Regions from separate parts of the Gossypium hirsutum genome. Here regions 2, 3 and 4 are each linked to region 1. A link is a contact called in public Hi-C data. All regions are on one chromosome and are shown on one strand. Each heading gives the region's core, a stretch centred on a gene start, on an enhancer-like site or on the middle of the called end of the contact. The rest is flanking DNA. Distances are from core to core; before and after follow the strand shown.

The links. Hi-C and Micro-C count contacts between places; a contact is called where the count stands out from the background.
Region 2: a contact with region 1 is called in a Hi-C map of leaf, with 1.8 times the contacts expected there. The contact joins the promoter of LOC107922389 here to the promoter of LOC107922171 in region 1. A contact is called at or near these places in 2 of 34 Hi-C or Micro-C datasets (hypocotyl and leaf).
Region 3: a Hi-C map of leaf shows a contact between it and region 1, with 2.6 times the contacts expected there. The contact joins the promoter of LOC107921983 here to the promoter of LOC107922171 in region 1. A contact is called at or near these places in 7 of 34 Hi-C or Micro-C datasets (anther, hypocotyl and leaf).
Region 4: a contact with region 1 is called in a Hi-C map of leaf, with 3 times the contacts expected there. The contact joins the promoter of LOC107921982 here to the promoter of LOC107922171 in region 1. A contact is called at or near these places in 4 of 34 Hi-C or Micro-C datasets (anther and leaf).

Annotation. Positions count from the first base shown.
Region 1 is chrD01:39,143,559-39,150,512 of Gossypium_hirsutum_v2.1, reverse strand. It overlaps LOC107922171 (probable serine/threonine-protein kinase At1g09600), which reads right to left and starts at 3,494. Exons shown (of 8, transcript XM_016852063.2): 1 at 2,096-3,494; 2 at 1,520-1,804; 3 at 855-1,172; 4 at 1-99. The coding sequence starts at 2,578.
Region 2 is chrD01:38,637,632-38,644,585 of Gossypium_hirsutum_v2.1, reverse strand. LOC107922389 (probable AMP deaminase) reads left to right here and starts at 2,772. Exons shown (of 19, transcript XM_041086258.1): 1 at 2,772-3,411; 2 at 4,068-4,255; 3 at 4,487-4,703; 4 at 4,970-5,148; 5 at 5,290-5,341; 6 at 5,697-5,824; 7 at 5,901-6,080; 8 at 6,184-6,251; 9 at 6,341-6,483; 10 at 6,822-6,883. The coding sequence starts at 2,916.
Region 3 is chrD01:38,676,191-38,683,144 of Gossypium_hirsutum_v2.1, reverse strand. LOC107921983 (cationic amino acid transporter 1) reads right to left here and starts at 3,261. Exons shown (of 3, transcript XM_041087801.1): 1 at 3,080-3,261; 2 at 2,573-2,602; 3 at 579-2,479. The coding sequence starts at 2,458. The coding sequence ends at 680. LOC107921982 (187-kDa microtubule-associated protein AIR9) reads left to right here. Exons shown (of 38, transcript XM_016851781.2): 38 at 1-431. The coding sequence ends at 166.
Region 4 is chrD01:38,707,379-38,714,332 of Gossypium_hirsutum_v2.1, reverse strand. LOC107921982 (187-kDa microtubule-associated protein AIR9) reads left to right here and starts at 2,807. Exons shown (of 38, transcript XM_016851781.2): 1 at 2,807-3,075; 2 at 3,825-4,687; 3 at 5,467-5,538; 4 at 6,021-6,086; 5 at 6,201-6,272; 6 at 6,353-6,418; 7 at 6,527-6,589; 8 at 6,695-6,760. The coding sequence starts at 3,845.

The DNA of each region.
Region 1 (6,954 bases), core at 2,245-4,744:
TTGAGGCTTGAAAATGGTTGCATGTGGCAATTTTGATCTTTTCCAATAATCTTCAGAAGGTGATCCACAGAGTTTGAAGATTTTGTGCAGTTGTTCGACCTAAAAATGATAAACAATGAGATCGTCACTTACCAGAAGTTGAACTAAAAAGCTCAACTGCAAGTGCACTGCACTTTGGATAGTTCTATGAGTAAATTCTGAAAAATAACTTGTAGGCAGTTCTAGAGTACACATTCATTGCATAATCATGTCATGACAATGGCAATTATAAATGCTGAGCAGTACATCACTGAACCCATGGTCCAGTAAATTATCAACTAAAGTAGATGATTTTTGTGGCTGTCAACACCAGCAATGCTACCTCCAACCCCAAAATCACCTTAAAGGTGATACAAGCACATAATGAGCAAATAATTTGACAATTAAATACGTGCGAAATGAGATGATAAGCAAATTCAAACAAATGCCAAACCCCTGAATAAGATCATAGCTTAGGTTCTAAACAATTCTATGCCTAGATCATAGCAGAGAGTGATGCTAGTATGACTTTAAGATTAACTTTTCGCATCCAGGTCTTCCAATGTCATAGTGTCAAAAAGGAACCCAAATTCTCTTTGCATTTATATTTTTCCATCTTGTTAAGCACGTGCAACAACACGCACACATCCACAAACACACATGACTAATAAATATATATAGTCATGCATACATGAGTACGGTAATAATTCCATGTCATCATAAGAAGCATGTTTGCCTTTTCTATCATAAGAAATAAAAAGCTTCATTAGAAGCTCGCCATGCACGAGGAATTTCAAATTATATGTGTCAATACCCTCAAAAAATGAAAAAAGTACCTCAGTTCTTCCAGGCATGATAGGCTTCCCAGCAAATAATTCTGCAAGTATGCAACCAGAACTCCACAGATCGACAGCAACTCCATAGTTTGTAGAACCAAGCAAAAGCTCAGGAGGGCGGTACCATAAGGTTACGACACGACTTGTTAGAGGCTGCTTCTGATTGGGATGGAAAAAGGTTGCCAGTCCAAAATCACCAATCTTGAGGTTTCCATTACAGTCTATCAAGAGATTTGAGCCCTTGATATCACGGTGTAAAACACCACGACTATGGCAATGGTCAAGTCCGCGAAGCAACTGTTGCATATAACACTTTATCTGCATGGTTACACATAAAATCCAGCACTTCAACACCCAAATAACCAAGTCCCTTTCTTTCATTTGAGCTAAAAAAAAGGGTTAAACATAATTCTTTGCTGTCAACTGGTAACACAGTATATATAATTAAAGGTTACAACTTTGGTAAAGAAAACTGCTTCCACTAGTACAGGCAGCTGATCATTTGCTACATGCACAATATGTTCCATCAAATATCATTGAAAATCCACTAACAGTTCACAATGTGGCAGACTTCTTATGAAACTGTTTTCCTCCACCATGGAATCACAAATTTTATGCAGATCTGAGCAACATTAATCAAATAAATATTGAAAATATGAACATACCTGAGCTTCAGTGAACTTAACCTCAGGTGTTGCTAATAGCCCTGCAAGATCATGTTCCATGTATTCAAATATAAGGTATAAGCTTCCAGACGCCCTAGAAGTAATTAGACCTTCAAGCTTCATGACATTAGGGTGATCAAGCCGACGTAGAATAATAATTTCTCTTGCCATGAAACAAACACTTTCAGGGTCCATATTAACAAATCGAACTTTCTTCAAGGCAACTATCTTATTTGATTCAAGGTCACGAGCTTTGTACACACTGCTGTAGGTTCCTTGGCCAATCTACATTATTAGCAGGAGCATATACTATATTTATTGAAAGAGGAAAAAGAACAGACATAGAAGATTACACCAATAAAGCAAAGAGCTAAAGGCCTCATAAAGGTTGTCATAATTTGTATCGAGATGCACATTAACGAAACATACACTCATTTTAACTGCACAGTAGTAGCTAGTTTATAAATTATAAATTTCAAAGTAGATATGCATAAGCAAAACACAAATTTCTGTAATGAACAGAAACAAGAAACGAAACTATAAATAAGCAATAAAAGATAAAGCTATTGAGCAGACCTTCTCCAACTTCTCGAATGACTCTGCCTTTCGAGGTATCCAACCATTGATGGCTTCCCCAGCTACTGCTGCTAGCCAAGAAGGCCAACCAGCGACCACCTGTGCACCTCTTTCGCCACCAGTTGCATTTATGATCCTGGACATCCTCTGCCGCCCTTGTCCACCCCTCCCATCCGCCTCTGTTGTTGGACGCCTTTGCAGCTCGGATGGGGTCCCTTTAGACCTCTCAAAAACCGCCAACGCTGCCTTCTTTTCTTCATCATCAGAAGAGGACGAAGGCCCTGAAACGGCACCGTGGTTTGGCTGCTGATTCAAGATCAACCGTGCAGTGGCATCCGCCTCAACCACCACATTGTCCCTTTTAAAGGAAACAGATAACTTTTTTGCTGTTTTTCTCGAGTTCTTGTGGGCCTTGTCTCTTTTTCCATGGTTATTTTCAACATATTCATTTGCTCGAGAACCTTTCGAGCAAATGCAACCCATAATTTATAGCCTCAGTTTGTTTTCCAATCAGGAAACTACCTCATTCAATGTAGTTCCCTTCCTTGTTGTAGGATTCAATGATCCTCAAAAAAAAAAGTCCTAACTTTCTCTCTTGAATGTTGGAATTGTTAGGATAAAAAAGAATGTTTGGAATTTTTTATTTTGAATTACATAAAAGGAATGCAGCTTTCCAGTGAATCAGAAAGACCCAGATCCCAAATCAAAAGGATATCCCAAAGAGATTGCTAATTCGAGAGATCCCAAAAAGCTTAAAGTACAATCAACAAGAACCCAGATCCCCAAATCGAAGAAAATAACTCAAACGAACCGAGAAACGGATCAATATGTGAATTATATGAACCAAATTTCGGGACCCAAAAACAATTAAAACAAAATGCATATAAACTAAACCAATCCAACAATGAAAAAAAATACCTTTCTGTAATATGTAATTGTCTAAATTTGATAGAGACATAAAATTGAAGTAAATGTATGATAAAAAGATACAAATAACCCTAGCCAAAAAATATTTTGGGGAAGTTAAATGAAATTCTGAAAACAGAGGTTTTTACTTGGAAAAAAGTACCTTCTTTAGAACAATGTAAAATGTTTATAATTGGTTCTTACTTCTTACAAAACAAAGAGATAAAAGCGGATCTGCGTATCAGCCCTAAGATTACGAATAGCCCTTGAAAAATACAATTTTGGTTAAAACATAGTGTCCATAATTTGAACTCTTCCCTCTTTTTACAAATTGAACAAAATCAGATTTTTGTTTTCAAGTCTCTACAAGACCAGAAAGAAGTAAAAAAGAAGAAGAAGAAGAAGAAGAAGAAGAAGAAGAAGAAGAATGAGTGATCTGTTTTGAAAGTGAAAGGAAAATTTGCAGTGTTTGGGGGGGAGAGAGGAGAAAATAAAAACAAAAAGAATGTTTGAAGGAGAGGAGGTGGTTGAACGCGCCGCACCGCACCGCACGAGCGGAGAGTGGGAGAGGTGCAACGTGGCATGTAGTGGATGTTTGAGTGTGGTCCCCGCGGGAGGCGGAGATCCTGGCTGACAGCGACACATCACTTAATGGATTCAACTCCTATTTTCGGCCCTCACCAACGTTATAGCCTTTGGGTTCAGCCTAGAGCTCACCCTTTATGCCCCAATCTATATTCTATACATCTATACCAATCCTATCAAATCTATATAATTAGTTTTCTATCCGTCGGATGGACCAATTTCTTGTTTTATAAAATAATAATATACTAATTAAAATTTTGAGAAAATAATATTTGAATTCTTTTGTATTTTATTTTTTAATAAAATCATATAAAATTATTTTTGTTATAAAATAAATAGATAGAGAGTAAAGAATAAAAAGAATGGGAGAATAAATAGAGAGCGTATTTTTATTGATCAATCAGAATATTTATAAAGCTTTTTCAAAGTTTCTATTTATAAACATAATAAGTATAAATGTAGTAGAGATCTAATTCTAATGAATATTAAAATTTAAAATTCCTCAAAACTTATCTTGATATTAATGGACATCCACGTAACAATATATTCATAAGACTCCCCCTTCGGTGTCCATTGGTAGATAATGTGTCTCGTTAAACCATTACTAAAATAAAAACCCTGTAGGAAAAAAATTCCTAATGAAGAAAAAAGAGTACACATATTTATAATACGCATAATATATCATCTCATTAAAAATCTTACTAGAAAAACCTAATGGGACAAAACCTCAATTATGAGAAAAATAGTACAACGCGTATTTATTCCTCCTCATGAAAACATTACATACTTTCTCATATTCTACATATTCAATCTTGAATACTAGTTTTTCAAATGACTATTTGAATGTATTTGCTAAGCATTTATATTATCATTCTTTTGAAAGTCATGAGTAAGGGAAATTTTTGGGGAAATATATTTTGATCTCTTCAGGAGTTTCAACAATAATCATAACAAACTTTAATCATGATTCTTCTATAAAAACACAAATAAGTATTTTAGATCATTTTATAATCCTCCTTCAACTACTATTTACCACATATGTTCAAATTATTTCAATTCATATAAATGAAGAATTTCTCGAGAATTTCAATATGCTTCTAGCATTCTAAATCCTTTAATGATTTTAATATAAATTTTACTATATAGTGATTTATAAAAGGTTGTAACCATAACCATTAGATACAAGTTAAGTCTTTTATGAATTTTCAAAATAACATATCTAAAGGTTATTGCATCCACTACAAAAGAATATTATATCTTTTCATAATCAATGACAGGACTTACCGAAAAACTTCATATTTTATTCCGTTTTGCAAAACTACTTTATTTGCACCATAACTGACTTTATACCTTTAGGTATTTTGACTACTGGTCCAAAAACTCCACAAATTTAATTGTACTTGAGTTACGTCTTTTTATTCTGACCAATTTATCCTATAACTATATTTCTCAATAAATTTATTTAAGATCCTCATTTTATTTCATTAATTCAATAATAATATTACATGCAAAACCATTGTCTACCATTTTTATTATATTTTCGACATTTTCTCAAATTGACATAACTTATCAAGATCTCTTATTTTTACTATTTTAATTTTCAGTTTCAGGTATCTGATTCTCTTCTAGAGTTTTACTTATTAGTTATGTCTTTGGTATCTTCTAAAGCATCCGCCTTCACTATATGACCATTTAGATATGTTATTTTCTTTTATGATAACTTTCATATTTGGAACTTGTAATGCGTTATTCTTGTTGAACTTCTGGTTCAAATTACTCTCCTCACTCATTTCAAGTTATTGTTTCTCTCCCCCTAATGTTGGGAAAACTATCGAATCAAAATTGTAATCACAAATCATGTCATAATTGAATCTCCAATACATTTAAAACACATAATAATACAAGGAGACTTGTAATTAATATATATTCTCAACTTTCTTTGAGTATTCACTCATCTTTGTTATGGTGGAGCAATTAGAATATATACGCACATACAAAAATTCAAAAATGAGAAATATTTAGCTCTTAACCAAAAATCAATTGTAATGAGGAGTATTTATAACTTATTGACTTGATGTGTACAACACGTAAATCAACATAATCTCATGTTGAAATAGGAAGTTTAGTTCTCATAAGTAATGGTTTAAAAATTAATTAAAGGCATCCAATTAATAATTTCTCTAAACCATTATGCGCATAAATTACAAACTTTTATAAAAAATTTTCAAACTCAATCAATAAAAGACTGAGATATAAACTCGTCAGTATTAGCAATATGAATTGTCTTAATTGCATAATCTGAAATTAATTATTTAACCAAGCAATCTTGCAAACGATAGGTTGCAAATTAATAACACATATGTTATTATTTTGTTGATACATCTACCAAAATCATATAATTTCAAAATCATCCACATGGTAGATGAATGGACCCATATTCATTTTAGAAATGCAAGGTATTAAATCTCAACTTTAGCTAGTGAGTTTATAAGAATCAATTTTCATTAAGAACAAATAACAAATGAGAATTCTTTAAATTAAAGAATCTTTTGATTCTTTAATGAATGTTCATATGAATTCTCAATTAATTTTCGCATCATATATGATTTAGGATGGTCTAAGTGGTCACGCCAAGTAGTAAATGCATTTGTATCAGTAAACTTTTAGTTTACTTTAACATGCATTTCAATTGTACTAAATTGTAACAAATTGATAATTTTACTATCATTCTTATTACTTTGCATCTACATACAAGTACTATTCTGACATTTACTACTGGAAATGTCTAAATCAATGTGAAGTCTATAATGCCACTAAGTCAATAAATATAATTTCCAAATAATTATATCAATATTCGCTTCAGAGAATATGCCAAAATCTTCAAATCAAATCAATAACTTAATCCTTCCTTTTTTTTCATCCTTTCAAAATAGATATTTATAACAATAGTGATTCATATGAAATATAATCTTTTCTTCATTCACGATCTTAATATGAGATCCATTATTAATATATTTTAAAACCAATAGATTAACTATCACAATATATTAATATATTAGCTCTTCTGGAGCTTTCAACTAATTTTGTACTACCAAATATTGGAATAATATTGGTTTATATTTTCTTTTGCATTCACTTCGGGAAATGTAATAAATTTACTAGGATGAACTTATAAACGTCCTAAAAAATTCTTTATTTCATAATCACCATCGCAAATATACGTGGATTTCAAATTAAAATCTATCTATTCATGTTGTCACGATTAATCTCCAATTATAATAAACATGATATAATAAATAAAACATAGTAAAATATACCTAAGATTTTTCAACATCATTGTTATCACTCTGGCTATTATCACAAGTACT
Region 2 (6,954 bases), core at 1,523-4,022, 510 kb after region 1:
TGCAATGTATGATTTTATGAACCGGTTTGAGTGATGTCAATGTAGTTGATGGATGTGTTTATGAGTTGTGGTTTTATCCATGCGAGTTGGTTAGTAAATGGTGTAATTGTTGGAAGTTACTTTGACTATATAAATGAGCTTATTTTGTGCATTGATAAATGATAAATGATGTTTATAATCTATATTGTGATTCGACAAATTTGATATATTCATGTGGTTAATTATTCGGTTAAATGTTGATGTTGGTATGTGTTCGTATTTGCTATGTGATGACTATGCTATGCCATGTGAATTTGGTTATTTGGTGTGGCTTATTAATGACCTATGTATAGATGTATAAATTGCTTTGGTCATTAAGTGAGATAAATTATGATATATATATGATGCATATTTATATTCGGCTATGGTATTTGGTTCATTTTGATAAGCATGAGATTTTGGTATTTGGTATAATTAGTATAAAATTTAGTTACGGTATTGATATGATTTATGTGGCTATTGATTTGTTGTCTATAAGATGTTTTGACATGATATTTTGTTTGCGAAATTGGTATGCTTGATTTGTCATTTGTGCTCAAAATGGGTAATTTTGTTATGTTGGAATGCACATGAATTTTGGTAATGTATAAGAATTATATATAACCATTTGTTAATGGTTGCTAATGAATCATATTTGGATAACTAATAAATGGTATAATATGATTTGTTTTAACTCGTTATGTGAAAGTGCATGGGTATATAAAATGGTTTGTATAATAATTAGCCATTAAAATAGATGTATACTAAAGAATGAGGTGATATATGTGATTGATATTTGGAATAAAATATGCTTGAATTTAATTTAGGTATTCGAATACCATGAATGCGATGCCTTTTATGGTTCGTATGTTATATTTATAAAGTACATGTAATACGACTTTGTTGCATGTTAGTTGGTTCGAATATGTGATTAAATAAATGACTGTGTTGATTTGTGTTTTGTACGATAATGCCTCGTAACCCTAATCCGGTGACGGTTACGGGTTAAGGGTGTTACAAAGCTCGTACATGAAATCCAATGCACTTTAGCTGCAAGATTCGGTTTCTTGGACCAAGATTTCTAAGATTTGAAATTTTAATTTTCTTGATTCTTGAAATTGTCTGTAACAACAAAATTGGACCAAGATTTGATTTTTTGATTTTCTTGAAAACAAGAAAGTAAATCTTGATTTTCTTTTTCGGTCGTTTACGCATCTAGGGCTTTGGTAACGAAGTCTTGGATGATCCCATTCAATCTTGCTCAAAATTTCTTAGCTTTCGACCTCGTTATTTAACCTTAAGGAAATTTGAGCCCATCACGTTCATGAACCTAATTTTGGGCCTTGAGGTTCGCATCAATTGTTTTTGTTCGATCTTGTGATTAATATAAAACTTTATATTGCTATTATTTTACTAACGTTTGTGCAACAATTTTAAGAATTAAAATCTCTTATCTCTTACCTCTAACCAAATACCAAATACCAAAATATCTAATGATACCAAAATTTCTAATAAATAACCAAAATATGTAAATGATACCAAATCTCTAATGTATAACAAAATATTTAACAGAATACCAAATTTTTTTACTCAATTTTCTAATGATACCAAAATCTCTTACCAAATACAAAAATTTCTAACAGATACCAATAAAAAAAATTAACTTTTACCAAAATTTTTAATTATTTTGTCAAAATTTTTTATATTAGTATAAATTAAAAAAATTAATATAAAATACAGATTTTGGTTCAATTTAAAAATTTGGTACGCTTTTCGAGTGTACACTTTTTTCCTTTCTCATCAGAATCTATCACATTCTTTTTTAAGAAAATATTTTTTTGAAGTACTTTCCTTCTTGATTTTTTTTCTTTTTTCTTCTCTTTTAGTCTCGTAAACTAAAAAAATTCAATACAACTCTGATCGTTTTTAGATTTAAAATCAACACCCAAAATAATTTTTTTAAAAACATTTTTAAAATTTTTAACACTAAAATCTCTCTATTCAAAAACAAAAAAATGAAAATTTCTTAAAACTATTTGGCAATGAAGATGAGTAAGAACAACTATAATATGTAAAAGAAGTTAGCAACATAAATCGAGAGGAGTTGTTGACTTTTCATTTATATTTTAGTATTTATTACAAATTTCGATATCTTTCAAAATTTCAATACAACTCTCATTTTTTATTCAAAATCAACACTCTCGAAAAATTTTAACACTAAAATCTTTTTATTAAAAAAAACGGAAATTTGAAAACTGTTTGTTAATGAAGATGAGTAAGAACAACTATAATTTGTAAGAGAAGTCAGCAACATAAATCAAGAGGAGTAGGTGACTTTTCATTTATATTTCAGTATTCATTACAGAATTTCGTATCTTTTAAAATTTTTACTATTGCTTTAGAGATTTTGATATCTATTATAGATTTTATTATTTGTTAGAAAATTTTAAAAACAATAAAAGATTACAAGTTCAAGAATTTTCGTCCAAAAATGAATTTAGACACGTTTAAACTCGAAGGTTTCTGATGGTAAAAAGTTTGTTTCGCCAGCAGTCCGTAAAAAGTTTTTCTTGGTGGAAGGATAATCAATACTTTAGAGAAGATTTAACTATAAAAAAAAAACACTATTACCGAAAAGGAAAAAGATAAAACTAAAATATAATATACGTCATCATCTGGTAGGTCCACGTATATTCTAACAGGTCCTACCATTGGCTTGCACTTTTAGGCTTTTGGTTCTCGCTCTTTTTCTCTCACACAGTCTCGCCATCTGCTGCCCAGCACTCCACAAAAGCTATAAAAGTAAAGAAGAAATGTTGCGCTTCTCCTCTCGCAACTCACACGCGTTGTCAAAATAGAAAAATTAGGGTTCCTTTGTTTTGCAGGGAAAGATATTCATGGACTCGTCTACGCCTATCCCTTCGTTGCACTTGGCCATGGCGGCGTTACTCGGAGCTTCATTAATGGCCGTATCCGCGTTTTATATCCACAAACGCAGTGTCGACCACGTCATCGATCGGCTTATCGAGATCCGCCGCGAATGTGTGCCGCAGGCAAGGCGGCCTCGAAGTCGCCTTGTCTCCGATGAAGACGAAGAGGATGAAGAAGTGGATTACGAACAAGATAATAGACGACTAGAAATAGAAGAAGTGGATCAGTGCCTCGACCATAAATCGAGCGCGTCTAAATCTTTTGATGAGAAAATGGAGGTGTCGAGGAGTTCTCGCATTTCCAGTTCGATGCCTAACGTGGCTTTGCGCAATGAGTGGTTCGAGGAGGATGCTAAATTTGATCAGGCGGTGAGGGAAAGAGTTCAAAGTTGCTCTGCTTCGTCGCTTGAGAAGCTTAACTTTATTCCTTCGGGTCTTCCTCCTCTTCAAACATCTTGGAGAGGTAGTTTCTTTATTTTAGGCCTATAATTGCTTTTGCACTAATCTTTTGTTTCTTTTTTCCCGTTGTTACCATAACTGTAGAAAGTGTTTTATGACGATCGAATTAGACTTCTAATCAAATTTTGATGAAATGCGGATCGATATTGATTACATGACAGTTAAATGCCGCATTGCTAAAAGAGAGTTTGAATAGTTTTGCTAACAGTGGGCACAAGGGAAAGTAGAAATTAGAGTTAATGTTGTAAATATATTTTCCTAAAAAATGTTCCTGATAGTTGAATAATGAAAATCGTATAAATTGATTAAAAATGAATGAACAAATAAAATGAAGTATCAGTTCTAATAAGATTTATTATTATTATTTGTTGCCTTTGTAGATTAAGCATACATTTCTTTTTTCAGTTTTAATTCTTTAAAAATTCATTTCCTTTTGTATCCAGAAGTCATTTTGTTCCTTTTTTTTTTCCGAGAGCAAAAAGTAAATTGTAAAGTAATTGTAAAATGTGACTTTACGAATCAGTTCTTGGCTTGATGCACATCGAGTGTTTTAGGAAAATGGTTCGGGTTCTGAACTTGTAAGCATTCACGATTTGCTAAATGCAGTTGCCATGTATTCTACATGAAGTATGTTATTCTTTTGTTTCTTTTCTTTTGCAGGAGAAAGTCAGACTTTTAGTCATGGAGGTTCCACTATGAGGTTGGCTACCTATGGTCGGCTAATGACTCCAAGGTCGCCTGGTGGCAATGCTGCTGGGGATTCAGATGATGAAGGGACAGAGCCTGCGGATGAGGATGAGATTCTTTTTGCTGACAAGAATATTGATGTTTCTGTTGATTTGTTAAAGGTGAGCGGTTTTCTAGTTCTGGTGTTTCCTTTAGTTTCATGCCAATATCATTGCTTATAGTACAAAGCCAAAGTAGTTTCAATAGAATTTGTTTTCGAGCAGATAGGGTTTGCTTTGCCGTTAGGTTTAAGGGCTTATCATTTGTAGAGTAACTATGGTGAATCTTTTAATTACTAATAATGCATCAAAAGCAATTGATTTTTTGTTCATCTGTTATTGGTAAATATATAGGATGTTGCTACAAAAGTTCAAAATTCGTTTCCTCTTCCATTTAGAGGCGATAGTGTTAACCATGCTCGTGACAAGACCTATCAAGCTTCTGGGAATGAGGAAAAATCTTGTGTGAATCTAGTTGGCAAGGGAAACGTTGATTCAGCTTCAGTTGGCATATTTGAGAATGATCCTGTTTTTACCAAGACTAGTTTGCCTCTCAGAAGCACATTGCATGGTATCATAGCTTCTCTAAATCTGAATGCTTTTACTATCTATCTCTGTTGTAAACTTAGTTTTATATTTAATAAATTGGAATTTTCTATTACTTTAATTTGTTAATTGGTGTCTTGGGTGTGTTAACACATTTTTTCCTCTATATAGATATTTATTAAGCAAGACTGACAGGCCAAGTCAGAATTAGTCTTTATTTCTTACTAGAAGTGCTTGACTAAGAACACTTCTAAGTTGATTGTTGTTCTGCTTTTAACAATCTCTATACAGACTCAACAAATGTTGAAGAGGAGGAAGTAAGAAAGATGGTACGGGAGTGCTTGGAATTGCGAGACAATTATGTTTACAGGGAGGAGATTGCTCCATGGACCAAGGAACCTGTGATGGAACCTAGCACTCCAAAGGCGAGCTGTGATCCATTTCACTTTGAACCTGTGGAAAAAACAGCGGTGTGTTTCATTTTTCTATTCTTTTTTCTTTTTAAATATTGTTTAGAAAAAAAAGGTTACAACATTTCTGCTAAACTCATTGAAGCAACAGTGATAAAAGTATTTTCTGTATTTTACTCTGTTTTTTTCCTTTTCATGCAGCATCACTTTAGGATGGAAGATGGAGTCATACATGTTTATGCAAGTGAAAGTGGTATGTACCATTAGTGTATACCATATTATATTGTCAAAAATGAATCAGATTTGTCAATTAAGTGTTTTTCTTGAACATGACAAGGTTATATTGTCGGTTTTGGGCCGAAATCTTAATATCTATTTGGAAAATTTGATGCCCCAGGAATAGAGTTTCTAGTGTGTGAGTATGGGGATAGGAGTTCTTTTAGTGTAACACTGTTTAACATGACTGGTCTCTAATACATAATCTATTGGAAATGATGCAAAAATTATTTAAACTATAGTTGTATGCTTGATCTGCGTGTTTCCATTGCTTAAGGTTATTTCCTTTGATGAACCCTAAAACAGGAAATGATCTGTCTATGAATTTTCAGGCACTGTTGAGCTTTTTCCTGTTGCAAGTTCAACAACATTTTTCACTGATATGCATCACCTCCTAAAAGTCATGTCAGCTGGAAATGTTCGATCTGCTTGTCATCACCGACTAAGGTTTCTAGAAGAGGTAGGTTTTGAACTCTAAATTGTGTATTTTATCCACTTTGGCTTGTTTATGTAACTTACAACTGGATGCTGCACAGAAGTTCCGCCTTCATCTGTTAGTAAATGCAGATAGGGAGTTTTTGGCTCAGAAGAGTGCACCACACCGGGATTTCTACAATATCCGGAAGGTTGATACACATTTGCATCATTCTGCTTGCATGAACCAGAAACATCTGCTTAGTTTCATCAAATCAAAACTACGAAAAGAACCTGATGAGGTGGTTTTGAATTACTTTTATTTGCTAATTTAGCATCCTGTGTTGTGTTTGTAAGCATTTGAAATGGATCATAATCAACACAATCCTACATGAAATTGTGCAGGTTGTTATATTTAGGGATGGAAAGTATATGACATTGAAAGAAGTTTTTGAGAGTTTGGACTTGACTGGGTAGGCAAAACCTTGGTTCCATTCGCTTCTATGTTTCAGAAAGTGCTTTGATTTATTTCAACTAATGTTTCACCTGCCCTTTATTTCAGATATGATCTCAATGTTGATTTGTTGGATGTTCATGCTGATAAGAGCACCTTTCATCGATTTGACAAATTCAATCTTAAATATAATCCTTGTGGGCAAAGCAGACTTAGAGAGATCTTTTTAAAGCAGGACAATCTTATCCAAGGTCTGACAACTACGTCATCACGAAGCAAGCTTAAGTTTTATTTACTATGTTTGGTCAGATAACCCTTTTTTTTTCCTTTTATTGGTAACTGATACAGTCACTCATTTTTTATAAGTTTTCTCCAATAGTTCTCGCTTTGTATCTCAAATTCACATTGGTATCGGGGTCACAGCTCTATGTTATTGGTAACATATGTTTGGCAAAATTAACAGATTTAGTGGTGTTGACTGTTTTAGTTCTCACATTCTAGGTTGAGACTTTTTTCTTTTTTTGGATGTTGCCATCACTCTTAATATAAATTTGGGAAAGCATTGACAAATTAAGTGGTGCTTGTACAGGACGTTTTCTGGCAGAAGTTACAAAGCAAGTGCTATCAGATCTTGAAACAAGCAAATATCAGGTAGAATAAAGTCATAATGCTCTGCTTTAATCATTACTTGTGCATCCTCCATTTTAGCATGTCCCAGATAG
Region 3 (6,954 bases), core at 2,012-4,511, 470 kb after region 1:
TCGTAATGACCAACGCCGACTTAGGATTGTGGTGGACAGCGAGAACGAAGTAGACCTCATGGTGCATTCGCGATACATCAGGGATGTTATTGTTCTTGTGATCCGTGGTCTTGCTCAGCGGTTCAATAGTACATCTCTTAATTCTCTCCTTAAGATAGAGACATAAAATTTGGTCAGAAAATATAAACGCATCAAAAAGCAATCAATTGTAAGTTTCCTTTTTTTAGGTCTGTGTGCTTTCTCACCCAAAGGTCTTTTTGTTGGTGCCATTGCCATCTTCATTGTTTTTAGCTTGTAAGCAACTTATATATATATATATATATATATATATATTCCAGTGTTGGGTTTTCAAAGCATTAGGGGAGCTGCAGGTGTTTCACTTGTGCGTAATTCATTATTTAAATGACGATATTCTACTCTATTCGCAAGAATTTCCTTCGTCTTATTTGATCATCTTTCCTTCGGCCTTTTTATCTTATTGTAGAGAAAACCAGCCTGGACGTTTGGCCTTGCCTCCTGAAATGCTTCAGTTGGTAATCTTAAAAATTTTAATATGAAATTAATTTGCACAAGCCGAATTAGAAAACAAAATGTTGCATTAATCTAATTAAACCTTGAAGTTACAAATAATGAAAATAAATAAGAGCAATATTTAATAATAATCTACTCCAGAAAAGGTTCAATGGTGGAGTTGTGATGCTCCTCCATCCTCAAGGCATGTAGCAGTAGCTGCGGAAGTTGTATCAGTAGTCTCCTTGGCTGCATCATATGAAGCATGTAGTGCAATGAAAACATAATAGAGTAGCAATAGCAATGTCCAGATTCCAAATCGCACATATGATGCCCCATCAACTGAAGCCATGATAAAAACATTAGTGGCAAAAGAAGCTGATGGTAGCCAAGGCACTAATGGCACTCCCCACAACTTAGGTTTCTTTGCTTCCTTCACCATCAGATTTAGCCCAAGCGTAGCTATGAACCAAATGGGGACTGTCACTGCATACCCGATCCATCCATTTTTCCCAATCGCCCAATATACAGCAGTAGCAATTGAGGATCCTATGATCAACATCAAGAACAGGATCAGCTTGTTTCTGTTGGAGCTTGTTGTCTCACCTCCCACATAGTAACGTCTAACCAAAAGCGCCAATGCAACCAGTGAGAAAATTAACAGTGTTGTCAGCGAAAGAAGGTTTGCCAGCACGTCAAGGCTTGTGAAGAATCCTACGATGGAGTTTACGAGGGTCATGACGACTGTGGCGTTAACTGGTGTTCTTGTTTTCTCGTTAACGGTTGCAAGGAAGGGTGGTGCCATATGAGTGCGCCCTATGTGAGTGAAATACCGAGCTTGTCCGAGTATGTTGGCTAGCAAGACCGTGGTCATGCCCTTCAATGCACCTAAAGCAACAATATATTTAGCCCATTTCAGGCCTATGGCTTGGAATGCCAAAGTAAATGGCGCATTCACATCAATTTGGTAGTAGGGTTGGATCAAAATCAATGTTGCTGAGAGAAGGCAATACAGTAGTATTATAATCAACATCGAGCCTATTAAGCCGATTGGGATATCTCGACCCGGGTTCTTAACCTCTTCTCCAAGGGTTGCCACTCCATCAAATCCCACATAAGCAAAGAAGAGAATAGAGGAAGCTTTCAGAATACCACGGATGCCATTAGGGGCAAAGTTGGAAAAATGTTGGGGGTTACCTTTGGTTAAACCAACAATGAGAATGAAAAGCAAAACTAGTAGATGGACAATGGTGGCAATGGAATTGAACCTTGAGGACCCTTTGGTGCTCATACATGCGGTAATGCAGATGAGCAGTGAGACAACTGCTGCAATAGGGTCTAAATGGCTGTAGTCTTCGGGAAAGGATGAAGCATGGAAGCGGAAACTATTGGGGTCATGGTTGAACAAAGTAGCGAGGTAGGAAGTCCAGGACCTTGCCACACTAGCACCAGCAACCACGTACTCAAACAGAATGTTCCCAGCACCAATATAAGCAACGAAATCACCCAGCTCTACTCTAAGATATGTAAATGAGCCTCCCGCAACCGGCAGTTCCACACAGAATTCAGTGTAGCACAAAACCGAGAGCAGCGCAGTCATACCTGAAATAAGATACGAAACCACAACTGCAGGCCCAGAATGATTTCTAGCAGCTTCCCCAGTGAGGACAAATATTCCTGAACCCATCACAGCTCCAATCCCAAACCAAATTATGTCCCACCAATTCAACCTTTTCTTCATTTCATGCTGGCTACGACCACGTATTTCATGTAGTTCCATGTGGTCCGCGGAACGTGCCAGCAGCCGGTCTCTAAGCCTAGATTTAGTGTTACACAATGCATTCAAATAGCTTCTACAACTCTGAAATGACTCTTCTGGCAAGAAATCTTGCTTGCTGCAACCACATCCCCTCTTCTTACCCCCATTCTCATTCTCACCACCTTCCATCGCTATCTTCGCTCTGAAATACTAACATGTAAAATGTTTGAGGAATTAAAATGACAAATCATCAAATATCAGTTTCATAGTCGTTGTTATAAGATTGAGCGAGGCTCAGCAGACCTTACAAATCCAGGTTGGCTCACCCTAGACCTATAGGAAGAAAGTCAAGAAATTATTCGTTAACTATGACAATGTATTCTCCATAAAAAAAAGAAGATAGATTTTATCTGTTAGGATTTTTCTCTCCGTCCAAATTCGAGCACAATTGGGACAGTTGGATAGAATTGAAGCCTTCTTCTTGGCTTTTCTATTTAGGGGTATTTATTTTCAATGAAATTTGAGTTTTTCTCTACAGATCTCATCACTCAACGATGTAAAAATCTACCAAACAACTTCTCCACTATGATTTAAGTTCAATGGCTATAACCAAGAAAGATCACGAAGAAGAAGAAGAAGAAGAAAGGAAATGGGGAGCAAGAAAGCAGATTGCTTGCATGCACTTAAACCATTACGGATTTCATGGGAGATATCCTTTTGGTTTTTATTCTTTGTTGTCATTTCGTGTGTGCTTGAGACTGAGATAATACAGAATAATAAAAAAAAAAGAGAAAAGAAAAGAAACCATACCTTGAAAAGCTTGAAAGCTAAGCAGAGACTGTTAAATCTACAATTGCACTACAGGTTAAAATAATAAAAATGGTGAAGGCTAGTTATTATAGACAGAGAGCTCTTTCCAGATGACAATTTCCCATATATGCTTTATATTTTCGATCCTATATACTGTTCCATTACGTACGATGCTCTCTAGGTGTGCGGTTATAGATAATAATATTTGTAATTCAAATTTCCTTGTGTTTTTAAAAATAAAACTAATTCATTATTTGGCCTAATTTTGGTAATTGTTTTGGTTTAGGGTTTGAAATTTTTTTTAAAATTCGTTTTTGAATTTGACAATTAATTTTAAATTATAATTTTAATTTTTTTTGTCTAAATTAATCCATGATATTTTTCGGAAAGAAGTTAGAGAAAAAAAATTTTAAACTCTATTGTGAGAACAATTATAGGTTTAAAAATTAATTTAAAAAATATTTAAATTTTAATGTGGAAATAATTATTTAATTCAATTATTAAGGTAGAAACAATTACCAAATTAAAAAAATATTTGAGATAAAAAATAAGTTTAAACCGTGAGAACCATTACCTAATTTAGACTAAAACTATTGCATTAAGATACAAAAATATATTTGGAATGATGGATGATTAATATAGTAACAAAATCAATTCCAGGATACTCTTCGGTAAACATTTTGTACATATGGACAGGTTAGTGCAAGATTAGTTGGCTTCCAATTAAAGTTGAAAAAAAACACCCATAAGTTTAAATATGCTAGCGATCCTATGGTATATTAAAATTTGAATTTAGTTCATTTATTTTTAATTTGGACACATTAAGTTTTTGCATTTTTTAATTTAAAAATTTTGATTTTTTCTTTTAATTTTGTAATTATAAAAAAGACAGAATTATTATGAAATAATGAAAGGAAAGAATAAAGTAAAGAGAAAATATAAATATAAAGAAATAGTATAATAGAATGACAAATGAGAGAACTTTTTATTTCATTCCTTCTGTATATTGTACATACTTCTAGGTCTTCTAATATAATACAATTTCTTAAGTTACAAATAGTAAATATAGGCTTAATTACAATATAAAATCCTTATTTTTTCACTCGAGGTTACAACTTTGAGAGTTATGGACATCCATAATAATATATTGTTTATAACGCCCCTTCTTGGATATCCATTAACAAAGAATGAATATGTCTCGTTAAAATATTACTAAGAAAAACCCTGCGGGAAAAATATTCTAGTAAAGAAAAAAAGAGTCTAGTAAAAAAAGGGTATAGTGTGTATTTTACTCTCTTATTTTAACATCATTTACAACTTAATGTTGAGACGTTTAATATTATTTATGAATAGTAAATCATCAACATATATAACAAATTTTGTTGATGTGTATCATTATAACAATAAAATTCAATTGCTACGCTTTAGATGTTGCCAACAACTTTATAAAAATTATGGATTTTATCATTCACTATTACCAACTCAATGAGTGTATTAGACACATAAAGAAATAGTACTTCAGTACCATCATTTTATAACATAATTGTATGATCAATTGTATTCCTTTTCAATATCTCCAATCTACATAAAAATGATCTTGATTAATTTTGATTATATAAACACCATTGGATACTTAATAGTAATTGTTTATGATGTTATTGTGTGACCATTTGTCCTTATTGAACACTCGATCTTTAGGTATACTTTTATTGTAAAGTTTATCTACCAAAAATATATTGCTATTGGAAATTCTCAGAAACTCCAATTATATTTGATACATAATATCAACAATAATAACATATATGTATAAATACATTGATAATTAAAAATATGTGAAATAACTCATATTCATATTTAATGGTTTTCTCACGAAACTCGAGTTTTATGCTTCAAGCATTAATCTTTTAGGGGTTTTTGTTTTTGTTTTTTTTATAATTTTATCAAATAATTTATATCAACTTAATACAAATGTACTAAATGTAAAATAAATAATTTTTATTTAGTGTCAAACTATTGCACTCCAAAAACTTTAATTATTTTTCATAATCAAAGTCAAGTGTCTTGTGAAAGTTTGTATTACAAGTCAATTCTAGATTTTATAACTTTTATTTTTTCACTATTATGCTACATGTTCTCCACTTGGCTTTAAACCTTTTGGGTGTTTGAACTTCATGTTTGAGATACATTTCATGAGGTATAATAGAAGCATTGTTGACAATAATTTCCTTTTATTAGCTCTATCATCTTTAGTTATGACACAACTGGTTGAGATATCTCATTATATTCATAATTTCATGTACCTGAACCACTTTTAGGATTTTATCAAAAGGTATGCATTGGATCTCTTCATGAGTACCCGCCTCTTTTAACATGTGACCATATTCATTTCTTGCTTCTTTCTTTTAAGAATTTTTCATTTTATAGAATTGGCTAGTTTTTCGTACTTCTAGCATGCCCAAGACTTATTTGGAAACACATAATTATTTAGAGCACTTTAGCTGATACATATATCAGCTAGTATATGCAATCTCTAAATGTCATCACTAAACATTAGAGCTGGCAAAATAGACTTGAGCCCGAAAGTCTGCCCATGTCGATCTGAGCTTGTAATGATCTAAGTCCGAGAAAGCCTGAGCTTGTAACAGATCCAAGTCAAAGACCGATCTGGCTCGAGCTTGAGATAAATCCGACCCAAAACCCGAATTCATAACTAAACAACAATGATGACTATAATAATTAAGATAATTTTATGTTGTTACTTAAAATAAAAATAAATTATAATTCTTTATTTTTAAAAAATGTATTCATAAGCATTGTATATTTTATACTAAAATTTTATTAATAGGAAAAGTAATTGATAATAATTTTTATGTTAAATTAAAAAGTGAAATAAAATTTTAAAAATATTATTTTAATATAAAATATTTTTAATTCTATAATTATATATGTATAATAAATATATAAAATTAACAATATTAAAAAATATAAAATTAAAATTTGATGATTATATAATAATATATTATATAACTATTACCGAAACGAAGACCGATTACCTAACCTGACCTTAAACCAATATACTAAATTCGTATACTATTAATACATAAAATAATGATATAATATATAACTATTACTAAAAATATTAATACATATATATTATTATAACGTAGATTATAGTAAAAGATATAACATTTTATGATATTATAATGTTTAAACATCAATGCATATATATAAACTATAAATATATTATATGATATGATATAACATTATATAATATATTAGAAGAGTTAACTTTCAAATGTACAAAAAGTGTAGGGACTTAGAGTGTAACAACCCGATTTTGGGCCTAGGCGGAACAGTGGTTTCGGGACCACAAATTCGACGAGGAAAAATTTATTCTTATTATATTTTTATGGTCTAAAATTTCACAGAATAATGTCATGAAAATTTCTTAAAAATTTTGTTCAAAAATTTCGACGTTTGAGCACTCAATTTAGTAAAAAGGACTAAATTGTAAAAAGTGCAAAAAAAATAGTTCTACATGTTAGAAGTGTCCAATTGTTATGAAATTTTAAATTGGAGATCCTTATATGGTAATTAGACCATTGGTTAAGTTGGTGGACAAAAATGGACATGGTTAGGCATGTTTCCAAAGTTTTTCATTAAGGGCATTTTAGTCATTTAGTAATTAAAATGAATTAAAAACAAAATTAAAAGCCAATTTTTGTCCACCTTCAAGATAGGGGCCGAAATTTGCATGGAGAAACCATGGATAGGGTTTTTCAAGCTTCCAAGCTCGATTGTAAGTTCGTTCTAGCCCCGTTTTTAATGATTTTCACGTTTTTTAAATCCTTGTAACATGATTTATTTATTTCTAC
Region 4 (6,954 bases), core at 1,558-4,057, 440 kb after region 1:
AGTACATAAATCATTATACCTCCTAATTCTTCTTGGTACAGTTTCTAAACTGTTGTTAGTTAGAAATTGCTTTACTGCCTGATGATCAGTTTTTATAATAAATTTTTCAGGTGTTAAATATATAGGGAATGTTTTTATTCCTTTTTTAATAGCTAAAAGTTCTTTCTCATATATTACATAATTAACCTCATTTGGTTTAAATTTTCCAGAACTATAGCCACATATTAATTATTCATTATTAGTGGTTTTAGCCTTTAAAATACATCCCCAATAGTTTTGGGATGCATCAGTTTCTAAAACTAATTTATCACCTTGTTTAGGTAAATAAACTTTAGGATTCTGATTTATTTCAGATTTTAAATTTTTAATAATTTCTGAATCTTTTTTAGACCAGCTAAAAGATATATTCTTTTTTAATTTTTCATATAACTCACCTATTTTTCAGATAAGTTATGAAAAAAATTTCTACCATAATTAACAATTCCCAAAAATTGTTGAAGTTGTTTTTTATCCTCAATTTTTTCAGGGAATTCTTTTATCTTTACAATAATATGATCTTGGAGTTGAAGACCGTCTGCAAATAATTTTAATCCTAAAAATTCAATCTTTGTTTTTTCTAGCTCTATCTTTTTAGGGCTTAGTATAATTCCATGTTTTAGGAATTCTTGAGAAATAATATTTAGATGTTTTCTATGCTTTTCAAGTGTTTCTGAAAAGACTAAGATATCATCTATATATACCACACAAAATCTTTTATACTTATCAAAAATGGAATCCATCCATCTTTGGAAGATTTGTGGGGCATTGCATAAACCAAATGGCATTACCTTCCATTGATAATGACCATTAGGGACACTAAAAGCTGTTAAAGGTTTTGATTCATCGGTAAACATGATTTGCCAAAATCCCGATTTACAATCAAATTTACTAAAGTATTTAGCATGTTTAGCTTGATTAATTAAAACTTCTTTTCTTGGAATAAAATATCCATCAAAAATAGTATTTTGATTTAATCTTTTATAATTAATAACTATTCTAGCTTTACCTCTTTTAATTTCAGCATGGTTTCTTACCATAAAAGCTGGACTGGAATGAGGAATATTAGTTTTTTCTATTAATCATTTTTCTAATAGTTCATTTATTTGAACATCAAATTCTTCTATATCTTGTTTAGTATAGAGTATAGGCTTAACCCTAATGATTTTATTAGGATTTATCAGTTTTATTTCACAGTATCTAGGACTGTTTTTCCATAATTTTAATGGTTCTTCACTAAAATTATTTTCGAGAATTTTAAACAACCAATGATTTGTTTCTAGTTGTTTAATTTGTTCTTTCCTTGTTGGTTAAAATTTTGATCACACACAAATTTATGGTTTCCAACAAGTGGTATTTCCACTAAGAAATTTTCTACAGATAGAATAACAAAATTTCTATCAATAGAAAAAGGTAAGTGTTGATATATAAAATTATTTCCTAGTAATATGTCTCCATGCATTTCAGGAAAACACAAAATTTTAGGAATAACAAATCTAACATTGTTTATGTAGATTGGTACATTTCTAGCTTTGTATTGGATTATAGTTTCGTTACCATCTATTCCTATTGCTCTTATAGGATTATTCATAGATTCCCATTTTTCTATAGGAATAACATTTTTTCTGCAAGTACTTGTTGTAGCTCCAGTGTCTAATAAAGCATGTAAAGAATATTTTTTATACTATCTAAATTGAAAATTAATTTCAATATAAGTATAATATTTCTTAGGTTGAAAATTTGAAAAAGTAATAATATCATTTTTTCCAATTTTCATTTGTTGAATAATAGTTTTTACTTTTTCAATTCTAGTGTTTCTAGAGTTTTCTAATAAAAATATTTTTTCATTTTTATCAAATTTTATATTATAAGGATTTGCAGTATCCATGGGTTTCGGGATGTCTATAGTTTCATCTTCGGATGAAGTGGTTTCTTCATCAGAATTATAAGTTGAGACTTTTATATCTTCATCCTGATCTGTTGAAGTTTTTTCTTCATCAGATTGTTTCTTAAATAATTCTGTGTTTTCAAAATTACTTGAACTACTACTATCATCATATTTTAACATATAATGATAATTAAACATACTGAATAGATCTTTATGTTTTTCATAAAGTTCTTCTATTAGTTTTAAATATTCAACTTTTTCAAGTTGATCATTAGTATTAGTAAATTTTTCTTTCCAATGTTCTATAATGGTTTTATAGGACTGGAAATCATATTCTTTTTTGTTTATCATCTTTTTTACGTTTTTTATGTTTTTTATAATTTTTTAACATAGATGTTGATTCATCAGAAGAAATATTTTTTTCTTCGAATAAAACTAAAATATTATCCTTACCATTACCATAGTATAAAGGACCTAAATCTACATCAGATTCTATATTATTATTATTATTAAAGACTTCATCTAACTTATTATTAACGTTAATTAATATTTCTTTAAGACTCATGGTTTAAGTCTAAATTTTTAATATCTCCTAAATTATTTTGGGTTAAGGGTAAGGGGAACTTGAGTAAATATTGTATTTTTTAATGTTTGTCCATTCTAAAGGCGACTTCTAATAATAAATTTTTTCCTCTCTTCATTTTCTATAATTTTCATTCATGAGTAATTTATACGTCAGCAAACATTCCAGAAAAAAAAAATGAAAATTATTTTCGAAAACATTATCCAGAAAGAAAACAGTTCGAGTCACGTGTAGAGTTCTGACTGAGTGGACTCGCCAGATTTTTTTTTAAACAGTAAGTTTTCTATTTTCCGCGATTTTAATCACTACAAACAGAAATAATTTGAAGACAATAAAACAAACACTCGCACTTACATAAGCAGCACCCTTTCCTCTCTGCATTGCTTTTCAACGACTAAGCTTCCATTTTCCTTTTTCTTTTTCTCTCAGCTCGTCTTATCTTCTTCAACCTTTTTCCTGCTTTGCTTTTTGCCCCATCTTAACAAATTTATATCTTATTTTATGCTAAAATATAAAAACCCTAGTTGTAATAGTACTCTTCTCCGGATCTACATTGCTGTACATTTAGGTAAGACTTCTTTTTCTGTTCTTTCTTTCCTCTTTTCCCTCTTCTCCCCGTTAGATCTGAGTAAAAACACTTAATTTTTGCTGAACAACCTGCATTGTCTACTAGATCCAACCATTATCTTTCTCTACCTCTAATTCTCATACCTACTTATCTGCCGAACCTTGTTCTTTGTAAGTCATTTTCTTAGAACAATCTTTCTTTTGAAAAGGTTGGCGTAATTATGTTTCCACTTTGGTTGCATTGTTATCCGTTTGGTAGATAAGAAAAGTGAAGGAAGTGGGAAGGAAAAAGAGCTCCCATTTTTGTTTTGTATAATTTTTTTATTATTTCGGTTTGGTTTTAAAGGAAGGAAAGAGACAACTTACATAAGCATCGGTTACAGTGAGTGTGAATTATTAACGCTTAAAGTCAATACATTTTTGCTTTCGTTTCCTTTTTAACCATGTTTTGTCGGTCACCAAACTGGGCACACTCACCTCTCATATTGCAATGGAAACGAAAAATAAAGAGGAATTTGGGTTTTTCTTTTTTGGTTTGCTTTTGAGGCAACCGCAATTTAAAGATTATTTTGGTTAGAGTGGCTCAGATAAGGAGTCCCAAATTTATTTTCCGCTGCTCCGTTTAGTTCCTTTCTGCTTTTGTCATTTGGTATTTTCTCAAACGGGCAACAGTTTGTGAAAGTATCAGTTTTGAGTTTTTGATTAGTGCTTTTAGGGGGCTGAAGGACACTTTTGTTTCTTATTTGCTAGAACTAGTATTGTAGCTTAAAATGGAGGACCCCGAAGCACAACCTGGTGAAGATCCGGTGATAAAGCCCCTAAATTTGGACCACCATTTCGCTGAAAGTCCTGCAGAAAGTGTGACTAAGGTTGCTAAACCTGGGAAATCTAGTGAAGCAGCAAAGCCAAAAGTCTCAGCACCGGCTAATTCAACCAGAAAGAGAAGTGATACTAGAAATGGATCTGAATTAAGTTCAGGTTTTGCTAGATCAACTGTATCTTCTTCATTGAGATCATCCAATTCTGTTGCCGTGACAAGAAGGAACAGCACAGGAGGCTTGTCTGAGAAGTCATCAGCCTCTACTGCAAGACAGCAAAACAATACTAGTTCTATTGCAGGCAAGAAACCCTCCACCCTGTTGGCTACTGAGTCAGTTAGGCGGTCCCTACCAGAACTCAGAGGAAGTTCACTGTCTTCATCGGCAACAAAACTAACACCCCGAGCAAACCTTTCAGAGACTAGGAAGTCGGTTCCAGTGTCACCTGTGGGTCGAAGTTTAAGTACATCGACTGCGTCTGGTACAAGTATACAAAAAACTCTGAGAAAGTCCACTGTAAAGCCATCGTCGTCAGCCTCTTCATCCTTGAAAAAGATTAGTTCTTCATCACTGGACAGCACTGCCAGTAGCGCCAGCAAGAAGACAATCTCAAAGGTTTCTTCTCCAATCACACGGTCACCTACAGTATCCAGTGGTTTAAGATCTGGGTCTTTGTCATCATCCCTGGATAGGAGTTCTAATTTATCTGGGCGGAAGAAAGCAGCGACCCCAGAAAGTAGAGATTCACATTTCATTGTTCTTCCTCAGGTGGAGATCAAAGCTGGTGATGATGTGGTAAGAATATCTATTACATCACTGAATGTCTTATGGTATTCATCAGCATGTTAAGAATAATGTTGTCCGCAATTTAGGTATGATTATTGTAGGTGCGCTTTTGGACCTATGCAGTCTGCTTTCTAGGATCTGATTTACATTGCCTCTGCATTTGCGATATGATTATGATTTATGAATAAAGAACTTAAAATGTTTTAGTGGCATTGGTTTTTCTCTTTATTTCTACCTGAACACTTGACAGTGGATTTTCCATATTGAAAGTTTGTTTCCATTCTGGAAAACATATAAATTATCCTTGTTATGTTGATCTTTGCTGCCTTATCTGTTTTATAGGATTTCTTTAAGTGACCATTGTAAGGATGATTGTAGTGAGAAAAAATTGTCTTTGAATCAACTATGTACTGGAGATTTCAATTTTCTGGTGATTTCCTCATGGATGAACCCCTAACCATTGAACATACTAGGAATACCCTAGCTTTAGCCTAGACATGCTTAAGATGAGCAGTTAATCCCTATTCTCCAAGTGGCTATCTGCAAGTAGTTCATATGTTATCAAAGTTGTAGTTCTCTTTTGATGATTTTGTAAATTTATCTACATAGATGTACATCTCTTTTACCCATCTCTCTCTCTCTCTCTCTCTCTCTGTATATATATATATATCTTTGTGTGTGCATATTGTATTCTCTATGACTTTTTAGTGATCCTCATAAAATGCCATATGTCTTCTGGCTAAGCTTCTAATTGATACAGTTGTTTTGTTTTTCCACTGCATTATCAGAGATTGGATCTTAGGGGCCATAGAGTGCGCAACCTTAATGCTGGTGGGTTGAACTTGTCACCAAATCTAGAGGTAAACTAATTCTTTTGCCAGGCATCCTTATATAAATTTATCCAATTTTATTAGAAATTTTGTATGTTTTTTTTCATTTGAAGTTGCTCCATATCAAACAATTTACGTTTTTTTTTCCCTTTGTAAAATATCATAGAACATCCATACACTTAGGGTCTAACACGAAACTTAGCACTTAGGTTGCTGGTGTATGGCTTATATCTGTTGCTCCATTGTTTGGGGTTTTTCTATTTTTAGGCCTTATTTGTTAGGTTTGACCTAATTTTGATATCTTCAACTTTGTATAACTATAAAGCATGTGTACTTGAAATTGTTTATCTAGACTAGAACTCAGTTTGAGGCAGGGATGAGGAACTTAGGAACTGAAGTGGAGATTTTATTGTTCATATTGGCTGTATTATGGGATGAGATTAGAATGTTACTGGAGAAGTTCCGTTGAATTTCATATTGTTGTTCCTTCTGCTAATTATTTTGTTTGGCAGTTTGTTTATCTCAGAGACAATCTCTTATCAACACTGGAAGGAGTTGAAATATTGACACGAGTGAAGGTTTGATAATTTGAATTACACATTTTTGTCTTTTACCTGCTTTGTTTAAGAACTAATTTATTATATTTATCTTTTTGAATAAATTGGGAATTGATGAGAGTAAAATCTTTCCAGGTTCTTGATTTGAGCTTTAATGATTTCAAAGGGCCTGGATTTGAACCTCTTGCGAATTGCAAAGCCCTACAGGTTTGTCTTTCTTGAATGACGAGAGCAAACGTCAATGTCCTCAATGCTTCAAGGTTCTAACATATTTATTGCTTGTGTAGCAATTATATCTTGCTGGGAATCAAATCACTTCACTTATAAGTTTACCTCAGCTACCGAACTTGGAGGTGAGCTCTTGAAGCAGTATTTATCTTTGAGATCATGTTAAGATTTAAAATTTATTTTAGCCTTCTAAATTTTGTACATTTTCCTTCTTGTTCCCTGTCTTTCTCTAGTTTCTCTCTGTTGCTCAAAACAAGTTGAAATCCCTTGCAATGGCAAGTCAACCTCGACTACAGGTTATAACCTATTTTGATTGTTTGCTTATTATTGGTTATTTGTTATATAATTCTGGCTGTTTATTGCATAATATTGATAAAGTTTAGTTCATATTTCCTGCACAGGTTTTAGCTGCCAGCAAAAATAGAATATCAACTCTAAAGGGTTTTCCCTATCTTCCGGTTCTTGAGGTTAGTACCATGAGTTTGTAATATAAGTTGGTATGTATCATGAAGAAATTCTAAGAGAAACTATGAGGAATTTTACAGCGTTACTTTCCTGCCTTATGCACACATAAAAGTAAACTATAATAAGAAAGAAAAATCTCCCTTTTAAAACTAAAATGTCTGTTGTAGATACAAAATCAAATAGTTGTACATATAGT